Linked DNA regions of Sus scrofa: region 2 is linked to region 1. A link is a contact called in public Hi-C data. All regions are on one chromosome and are shown on one strand. The core of a region is the stretch at or near the end of the contact, and the rest is flanking DNA. Distances in the headings are between cores, read along the strand shown. Region 1 holds the start of RAD21 (double-strand-break repair protein rad21 homolog). Region 2 holds the start of UTP23 (rRNA-processing protein UTP23 homolog).

Region 1 (4,351 bases), core at 837-3,336:
AGTTTTACAATCAGACAGTCCTGGGTTCAAATTCAGTTCCTTCATTCATTTGTAGTGATTCAAATATCTGAATCTTAGCCTTTTCATCTAAAAAATGGGAATGTTTGCCAGACTGGATGAGAATTAAATAGAAGATCATAACCAATACATGCAAAAAGTTACTTTTTTGGGGAAAAAAAAACCTCACAGCAGAGCACATACCACTTAGCATGATCATACCCAACAATTCTGACATCACAACATTTAAACAAAACCCACAAAATCCTCATTTCCAATAAATAAATTTCCCTACAGTACCAAACTCTAAGGAATAAAATGTATCAGAATCTTTGTCCCAGTAAATAGGAATTCATCAGGAAAGAAATTCTCTTCCTCAAGAAAAACTAATACTAGAGTGTACTGAAGTGTTTAGTCTGCAAACACAAAGGTAAAAGTTAAGCTCTACCAATGTAATTCTGACTTATAAATAAAAAATGTCCATTGGTTATGCACTGCTGTCACCTCCTCTACAAACTAAGTAATTTAATTACTGGATATGGCATATGTCCTCATCAGTAGCTTTCTGAAAGTAACTGATTAGTCGCCTCCAACATTAAAGAAATTCAACGACTCCACAACTTTAGAAACCTCCACCCTGTCTCCAAAATTCTGCACAATCACAGAGCTCACTGGCATTTACATTCATTTTCGGAAAACAGAATTTTTCCCCTCCTGCAATTCAGCGATCATTCCAAACAATAGAAGGAGAGCAGATACTAACTTTGGCTTGCAAAGAAAAGTCGATAAAACCACAAAAGCTTTAATCAGAAACCCTTGAAAACACAGGCACATTTTTGAACCTTGAAACTCTAACCTATCATAAGCTGGCCAGATAAACCCTTCAGCGTTTCCTTCTCTCCACTATGAAGAAGGCCGCTAGGTCTGGCAGCACAATTCGACAGTGTCACCCCACTGTCACAGCACATCATTCTGAAAACCTTCTCAGCAAGGAAAAAGGCACCAAGCGTTTGTCAGAAACGCACACCTCCCCGAAACGTCTCCACCACACCTAATTTCCTTAAACATTAGGAAATTCGGGGAGAAAAACTAATTATGCTAATTTCCTAACAATCAGAAACCACTTCCCCAGGTCGCGTTTTCTATTGGTCTATCCAATATTTAATATCCTCAACGTAAAAGTTTTCCTTTAAAAAAAAAAAAATGGAAGGGGGAGCAGCGGCAGTCCCTGGCGAGGGCCCCGCCGCCGCCCTCCGGCCCCACGGAGAAGGCAGGGCCCGCGTGTCCCCGACCCCCTGCACCCTCGCCCGCCAGACTTTAGGGGCTCTCCGGGCTGGCATCGCCGGCGCCCGGCCCGCCGCCGCCGCCTCCCGCCCGGAATCCCGCGTCTTCCTAGACAGCCATTTTCACCCGAGCAGTAGGCGGCCCGGTCCCCAGAGCGGGCTCGTTCAAACCTCGTCCTCGCCCTCCACCTCCCAAGATTTCCTGTTTCCTCGGGGAAATGCGGCTCCCCGAGGGGCCGGCCGGGTAACGGCTTTTTTGGCCTCGGAAGAGACCAGCACCATTTGTGAGCCAACAAGCGATGATGCGGGCCCAAGCTGCGCGGGTCCCGGCCGAGGGCGGGCCCAGAGCAAGGGGCCTCCGCGCGCGGCGCTGCCGTTTGGGAGCTCGGAGGGTGGCGGCGCGGCCCTGTCCCAGGGCGAGGACTGTGCAGCCGTCTCCCTCGCCCTCCTGCTCCCCGCCATCCCCCGGAGCCCGGCTCCCCGACGGCTACACGGCGGAGAAGGGGTGGGGGGAGGGAGCCGGAGGATAAGAAGGGGTCGGCCGACTCTCTTACCTTGTTCTCCGCCGGGAGTTGGGCGGGCTGGGTGGCCTGGGGAGGGGAAAAGGGTCGGGGGAGGGGGCGGGGAAAGGGGGGGAGCCCTTGTGCGGTGTAGCTTCGGAGCAGCTCCCGCCGCCGCCACAGCCGCCGCCTCCTTTCCGATTCACTCAAACAAACAAGATGGCTGCCGTTACGCCGCGGCTCTTCCTGCCGCCCAAATCCTCGGTTCAAATCGGCAGGATGTTTACGGTCAAAATGGTACCTGTGCGCCTGCGCAGCCAGCCTAAGCCCCAGAAGCAGCGACGCAGGCGCGGTGACCATTTCCTTTTCAATGGAACCCGCCCTCTGGGCAAGCAGCTCAGAACCGAGCAAGCGCAAAGGTGATTCCTTTGCTAGAGGGTCTTAGAGCGTTGCGAAACTGGCGAGCGGCGCACGCGCAGTGCTTTCCCCCAAGCGAGTAATTGGGGTTAGCGTTATACTTGCGCTGGTTTTAAAAGAAAAACTCTACGCAGTTTTGTGTGTCCTTGACACAAAAATTCATTTTCAAGGTTCTGTAGCAAAGAATATCACACAAGACTCTGAAATAAGTTATTTAAAATGCAGGGGTTCATTCATTCAGTCAACCTGTCTTAATAGCTGGTCTTCTCTGAACCACATACTATGATAGCTAAGGTTTGGGATGTAATGCCCCTGTAAGGAGAAGTATCTACCCATTTACTGTTAACCAAAATGCTGAAGATGATACAAGATCTAGCCTCTGCCTTCAGCTCCAGACTCCTCTTTGTCGTTCCTTTCTTCCTCACTCTGCTCCAGTTACTCTGCCTTTTAAATAATCAAACGCATCAAGCATACACCTACCTCAAGATTTTTGCACTCGCTGCTCCCTATTCTTAGAACAATTTTACATTTCCATCTCCTCCACTTTTGCCTAATTAATTCTTTTTCCGCATCTCAGTTTAAAAGCCAGTTCCCTAATCCTCTTATTTAAGATAACACCATTACTATAAAAAAAAAAAAAAGGTCCCATCTCACACGGAACTTTAGGGCTTTACAAAATGGCCCTGTCAATTTCTACTTGTAGGACCAGAAATAACAGCCTCTCTGTGCTTCCGGTTTCTCACCCAAGAATTGTTCGGAGGATTCATGAATTAATAACGTGTTCACGCAGTTAGAATGATGCAGGGCATCTTGCAAGTAATTATTTTTATTACTATCTTTATAGTTGATATCACCATTATTCTCCTCTATTAAAATTTTTTTTTTCTAAAGAATGGCACCTAAAGCAAGACAAAATGCTCCTAGCCAGAGCAGAGGATAATAAGATAATGATCTTTTGATGTGGACACCTACCACTTTTAATCCAGCCCAGTTGTGTGCTAGATCTTTAATGGCTTGTTTGGGAAGTCTTACAAGATAAAGAAATAATTTACTGCTCCATCATAATTTCTGAGTATAGACATATTTTAGAATAAAGAAATATGCAGGAAAAACAGTTAAGCATATACATTCAGCAACTGCCTTTAAGTCCTGCACCGTTCCAGGGTTTTAACAATATACAACACAACTCAGATGGATGAGACAGTGGGCAGTCTTGTGCTCCACTCCTTCTGGGTCATGTGACAGTGGCGTGGGACAGGGTTCAGCTCACAAGCTGGAATCCATTAGCCAAGTGGCCATGGCAGCTGGAACTCCAAGTTTCCCGGAGTAACTATCCTATCTTAATTGGACAATTTTTGAAATTCGTTCTTTTGTTTTTTAGTGGGGAGGTTAAGAGGCTGGCCTTAAGGATAGTTGTTGAAATCCCAAGCTGAGTAGGGAAGGGGTACAAGCCCTTTTATTATTTTCAATGTGATTTCCCTCAGCCAATACAGACTGAGTGTTTAAAACATGTAAATCCTTCCTCCTGGTGTGCCTTTCATAAACTCAACTCTGGCAATTGTTTTGTCATCTCCAAAAAACCAGCTAAACAAACAAACAAAAAGTACATTCTCTCATTAACAACCTGTTTACGATAGAACAGTTCAGTTTCTCTTGGTGAACCTTATAATTTAACACTCCAAAATAATTTAAGTGTATCAGCTACAAAATGACATAAAACCGATCATCTGGGGAAAGTTTCCAGGCAGGTTAAGGATGGCATGCATGAGACTACATTGCATGGTGAATCCTTCTCCATTGCTGATGTTAATTTTCAGTTTAAATCTCTGTCCATTTCAAAATATGGTCAGATGATCACGCATTGCTGCTTGGTGTCTCTCATAGATTACATTAGCTTTTAGAGTTTTTGTCAGTGGGATCACGTTTCCTCTTAATTTGAATGAAAAAAAAATCTGTTTTCCTAATTTCTAGTAACAAGTCTAACATTGAAATGAATAGGTTTACTGTTCTATCTAAGGCTTTTTCCTCTCTATCTTTGAAGGAAAGTTATAATATGGGTTTTGGGTTCAAACCCATCTTTTCTACCTCTCAGCAGTTTTCCCATATGCAATCTGCTTAACTTCTCTTGGTTTTGATTTCTTAATTTATAAAAAT
Region 2 (4,351 bases), core at 1,141-3,640, 170 kb before region 1:
ATTGTTTTAAACTTGCTCATCACCTTTCTAGACTGTCCTCCTGTGTGAAATAAGGTTCAATTGTGCAAATAACATTGTCCTATACTTAGAACTTGGAGAAAATGCTATAGTTTAGTAAATTAAAAGTAAAACACAACTAGAGTATGACTCAAATCCCTAGTCCTGCACTACACTTTTCTTAGTAGTGAAACGTGGCTAGCAGGATGGAGCTGGTAGATAAATCTGTGAGCCTAGTTTTAACTGTTTTAACCGTTTTGCAAGGCTGGGATAGTATGTTTTCTCTGTCTGTGGTGGAAATATAATCAGAGTGGAGTGTTGGCACACAGGGATAAAGAGAATATTCAAATTGGAATGTAGTAAGCAATTATATTAAAAAAAAAAACCCATAAATCCCATCCTGCAATAACTCTTCATGGCTTCCAATTCCTAAATGTATTTTCAGTTAAATGAAAGCAGCCATCTAAGTCATGTGAAAGATTCTTGTGTTGGGAATCAAGATCTTAGTTTCAATTTCATAAACCTGTTATCTTCCAATATAACCCCAAATGCAAATAATATATCTCAATCACTTTGGAATTTTTTTGTTTGTTTTCTTTCTTTTTTGGCTGCCCTGGCATATGGCGTTCCCTGCCTAGGGATCAGATCCCAGCTGCAGTTGCAACAACACAGCAGCAGCAGCAGAAGCCTGGGCAATACCCATATCCTTTAACCCATTGTGCCAGGCCAAGGACTGAACCTGTGCCCTGGCAGAGCAAAGACGCTGCTGATCCCCCTGTGCCACAGTGGGAACGCCTCAATCACTGTGTCAGTTCCTTTTCTGCATTGGTTCTTTCTCTCAATCTTGAGCCAAAACCAGATCTGGGACAGATTCCAGAACAGAACAAAAATTCAAAATTCTATGTCTCCCAATCTTGGATTATTTTGCCTTGAATTAAAGTGGATAATGTGGCAACTAGCCACTGGGGAACTCAAAATTTTCTGGTTGCTTTCTTCATTAATCAAGTTGATCAAGTAATTTCTAAACTTTCAGACAGTTTTGGACATCCCTGTTAGTCTTCCTACCTTAGAGACTATAGAACTAAAAAGCATTCTTAAGTCTTCTAGTCTTGCGAACCAATTTGACTGTGAGGAAGCTGAACTTAGCTTTCTTGGAGAGCAGCTCAAGGTCAAAGGCCTTGGGTTAGGGGCAGAATTAGGACTCTAGGGACTCTGACTCTTAGAAAAGGAAGCTTTTGAGAGGTTCTTCCGGAACACTCCTTGTTAGTGATTTAGGATGGTCTCCAGAAGAGGAATGCAAAACAGTGGGACTTTTCATTGGCCTCGACATTAGGTGAGGATAGTCCTATGGGGGTGGGGGGTGAGGAGGAAAGAAAGAACATTTGAATTTCTGGCAAGGGACCTGGGTTCCAGTGGTAGTTCTCACACCAAACAACCACTTGCTTAACTTCATTATAGGAAGGTAACCACTACAAACCTGCCCAGTCATCGCTGTCGCTGTCCAATATATTTTAGTCCCTTTCCTTCCCTCACTTGGAAATTTTTTTTTCTTTCTTTTTTTTTTTTTTTTTTTCCTCTTTTTAGGGCAGCTAGAATTGCATATGGAGGTTCCCAGACTAGGGGTCAAATCCAAACTAAAGCTGCCAGCCTACACTACAGCCACAGCCATACATCTGCCACCTATACCACAGCTCATGGTAACACCGGATCCCCCCACTCACTGAGGGAGGCCAGGGATGGAACTTGCATCCTCATGGATACTACTCAATTAGTTTCCACTGCTCACTTGGAAATTATTAACATTAAAGGGTAAAATGCGTAAATTACTTAGAGCAGTGCCTAGAAGATATTAAAACTCACTATTATCATTCACTATTATCACATCGTGTTTTGTTTTGTTTTTTGACTTTCTGCCTTTTCTAGGGCTGCACCAGGCGGCATATAGAGGTTCCCACGCTAGGGGTTGAATCGGAGCTACAGCTGCCTACACCACAGCCACAGCAACGTGGGATCAGAGCCGCGCCTGCGACCTACACTACAGCTCACGGCAACGCGGGATTCTTAACCCACTGAGCGAGGCCAGGGATCGAACCCACAACCTTATGGTCCTTGGTCGGATTCGTTAACCACTGAGCCACGATGGGAACTCCATACCGGTTATTTTTGAGAGGTTGACTGTGCCAGGTAACGTGCAAGAAGCAGCCTCTATATTTTCTTTTAATCTGGCCCATGACTGTGCCTGTGCGCCTTTGAGCAAAATTAGCACACCTACTCTGTTTCAGGCCTAGGAGCAAGCTCCGCCCCCGAGAGCTCTTTAAGAACCTCGGGCAGCGCGACGAAGCTCGCGCGCGCTCACTGGGGCGGGACGTAAACCGCCGGCTGGTGAGGGCGTTTGCTTCCGGGGCCAAGAGCTCTTCATTTCCGGGAGAAGCCGGTTCCTGGTACCAGGCTGCGTAGGAGGGGTTCGGGCCTAACTGCTGGTCCCGTGGCTTCTGTCGGGAAAAGCAAGGCATGAAGATCACAAGGCAGAAACACGCCAAGAAGCATCTTGGCTTCTTCCGCAACAATTTCGGGGTCCGCGAACCGTACCAGATCCTGGTGGACGGCACCTTCTGTCAGGCGGCGCTGCGGGGCCGCATCCAGCTGCGGGAACAGCTGCCCCGCTACCTAATGGGGGAGACTCAGCTGTGCACCACCAGGTGGGAAGGCCAGTCCGGGTGGTGGCGCGGGAGTCCTACGAATGCGGTATAACGAAGCCGCTGCTTGCAGGCGTCCTTTGCGAGCCCTGGAGGGGCAAAGCGCCCCACCCGGGAGAAGTTGACCGTTCAGCGGGGCCGATAAGGAGGACGGGTCTGTATTACGTCGGCAGAAAATAAAATGCCAGGCGAATATTCACGTGTTGTTAGCCGGCGGATAAGAACACGTGTTTTGCTGTCGGACCTGATTTCGAATATTGGTCCCAGTCCTAACTTTGTGAATTGGGGCAAGCTATTTAACCTCTCAGAGTCTTGGATTTCTCATCTGTAAAAAAGCTCATAGCTACCTATAAATTTGCTAAAGTCCACAAGATAATAGTATATGTAGAGCGTTTATTTGTATCTGAGACCTATCCTGTCTTTGCATAGCTTCGCAACTGCCCCATGGTGTAACATGTTCAATTTCCAGAAAGTCAAGATTCAGTGTTAAGAACTTTGCTCAAGGTAGTTTATTTAGTTGTCTGTTGGTTATCAGCCATAGGCTAAACACCTGATCTAACCAGAGGCTAACATGGTGAACAGGATGATCTCCCAGCCCTTAGCGCCAGCAAATTGCATAAGTCAACCGCTCATTGATGTGTTTTGACCCCAAGTCTAGTGTCCCCACTTCCTCAAGTTGTGGGAACACCTAAGATGGAACTTTGTGGGGTTGGGATTGAGGGAGGATGGAAACAAGGAGGATGTCATGGAGATAACTTTTGATCCCAGTCATGGTTCAGTTCTAAGGGGAAGGACATTTTTTGAGTGACAGAAAAGAGAAGTGACTTGTGGGGAACAAAGGAGTGGAGTTGTGAAATGCCAGGATTAGCGTACAGTGTATATTTGGGAGAGAAGCTAGAAAGAAAGTAAATTGAGGCTGTGTAATAAAGCACTACTATTCAGAAACTTAGTAGGTTGTTGTTTTGGGTTTTTTTTTTTAAAAGGATATTTCCTTTAAAAAGTGAAAAAAAGATGGAGTTCCTTTTGTGGCTCAGCAGATTAAGGACCCAACATAGTGTCCCTGAGGATTCTGGTTCCATCCCAGGCCTGAGTGTAAGGATCCGGCATTGACACAAGCTACAGTGTAGGTCACAGATGCTGCTCATATCTGGCCTTACTGTGGCTGCGGTGTAGGCCGGCAGCTGTGGCTCACATTCGACCCCGAGCCTAGGAGCTTTGATATGCTGCAGGTGTGGCTTTAAAAAGAAAAGTGGAAAAAGAAAATTATAATGACCCATTAATACCACATCAATGAATTACCATTGTTAACGTGTACTGTATCATTTATCTAGTTCTTTTTACACACAAATGGAAGAATGGGCCTTTACTCTTCATGTGATGTTAATGGCCTGGTTTTCTCAGGGGTAATACTACCCTGTGAATAGCTCTCAGAACTTCAAATGGGTATCATTCAAGCAGAGCCTCAAATGGGCCAGACAAAACCTTAGATGTCCCGTGCCCTAGAATTGATTGCTTCTGGCTACAAGCAGCTTGTGTATTTACCTGTTTGCCATAGAAATATGAACATTTTTAATACAGTGTTGTAGCATAAAAATGGTTGAGATGTACTTTATGAAATGATACTCTTTAGCATTTTTTTCCCCTAAAGAATTTAATAT

Evidence for each region. Hi-C and Micro-C count contacts between places; a contact is called where the count stands out from the background.
Region 2: a Hi-C map of liver shows a contact between it and region 1, with 3 times the contacts expected there. A contact is called at or near these places in 2 of 5 promoter capture datasets (fetal liver and liver), 7 of 47 Hi-C or Micro-C datasets (blood, embryonic fibroblasts, heart right ventricle and 3 more) and 2 of 2 datasets of targeted methods (alveolar macrophages and skeletal muscle).

Annotation. Positions count from the first base shown.
Region 1 is chr4:21,770,556-21,774,906 of Sscrofa11.1, reverse strand. RAD21 (double-strand-break repair protein rad21 homolog) reads right to left here and starts at 2,086. Exons shown (of 14, transcript XM_005662889.3): 1 at 1,835-2,086.
Region 2 is chr4:21,939,033-21,943,383 of Sscrofa11.1, reverse strand. UTP23 (rRNA-processing protein UTP23 homolog) reads left to right here and starts at 2,390. Exons shown (of 3, transcript XM_003481351.4): 1 at 2,390-2,696. The coding sequence starts at 2,509.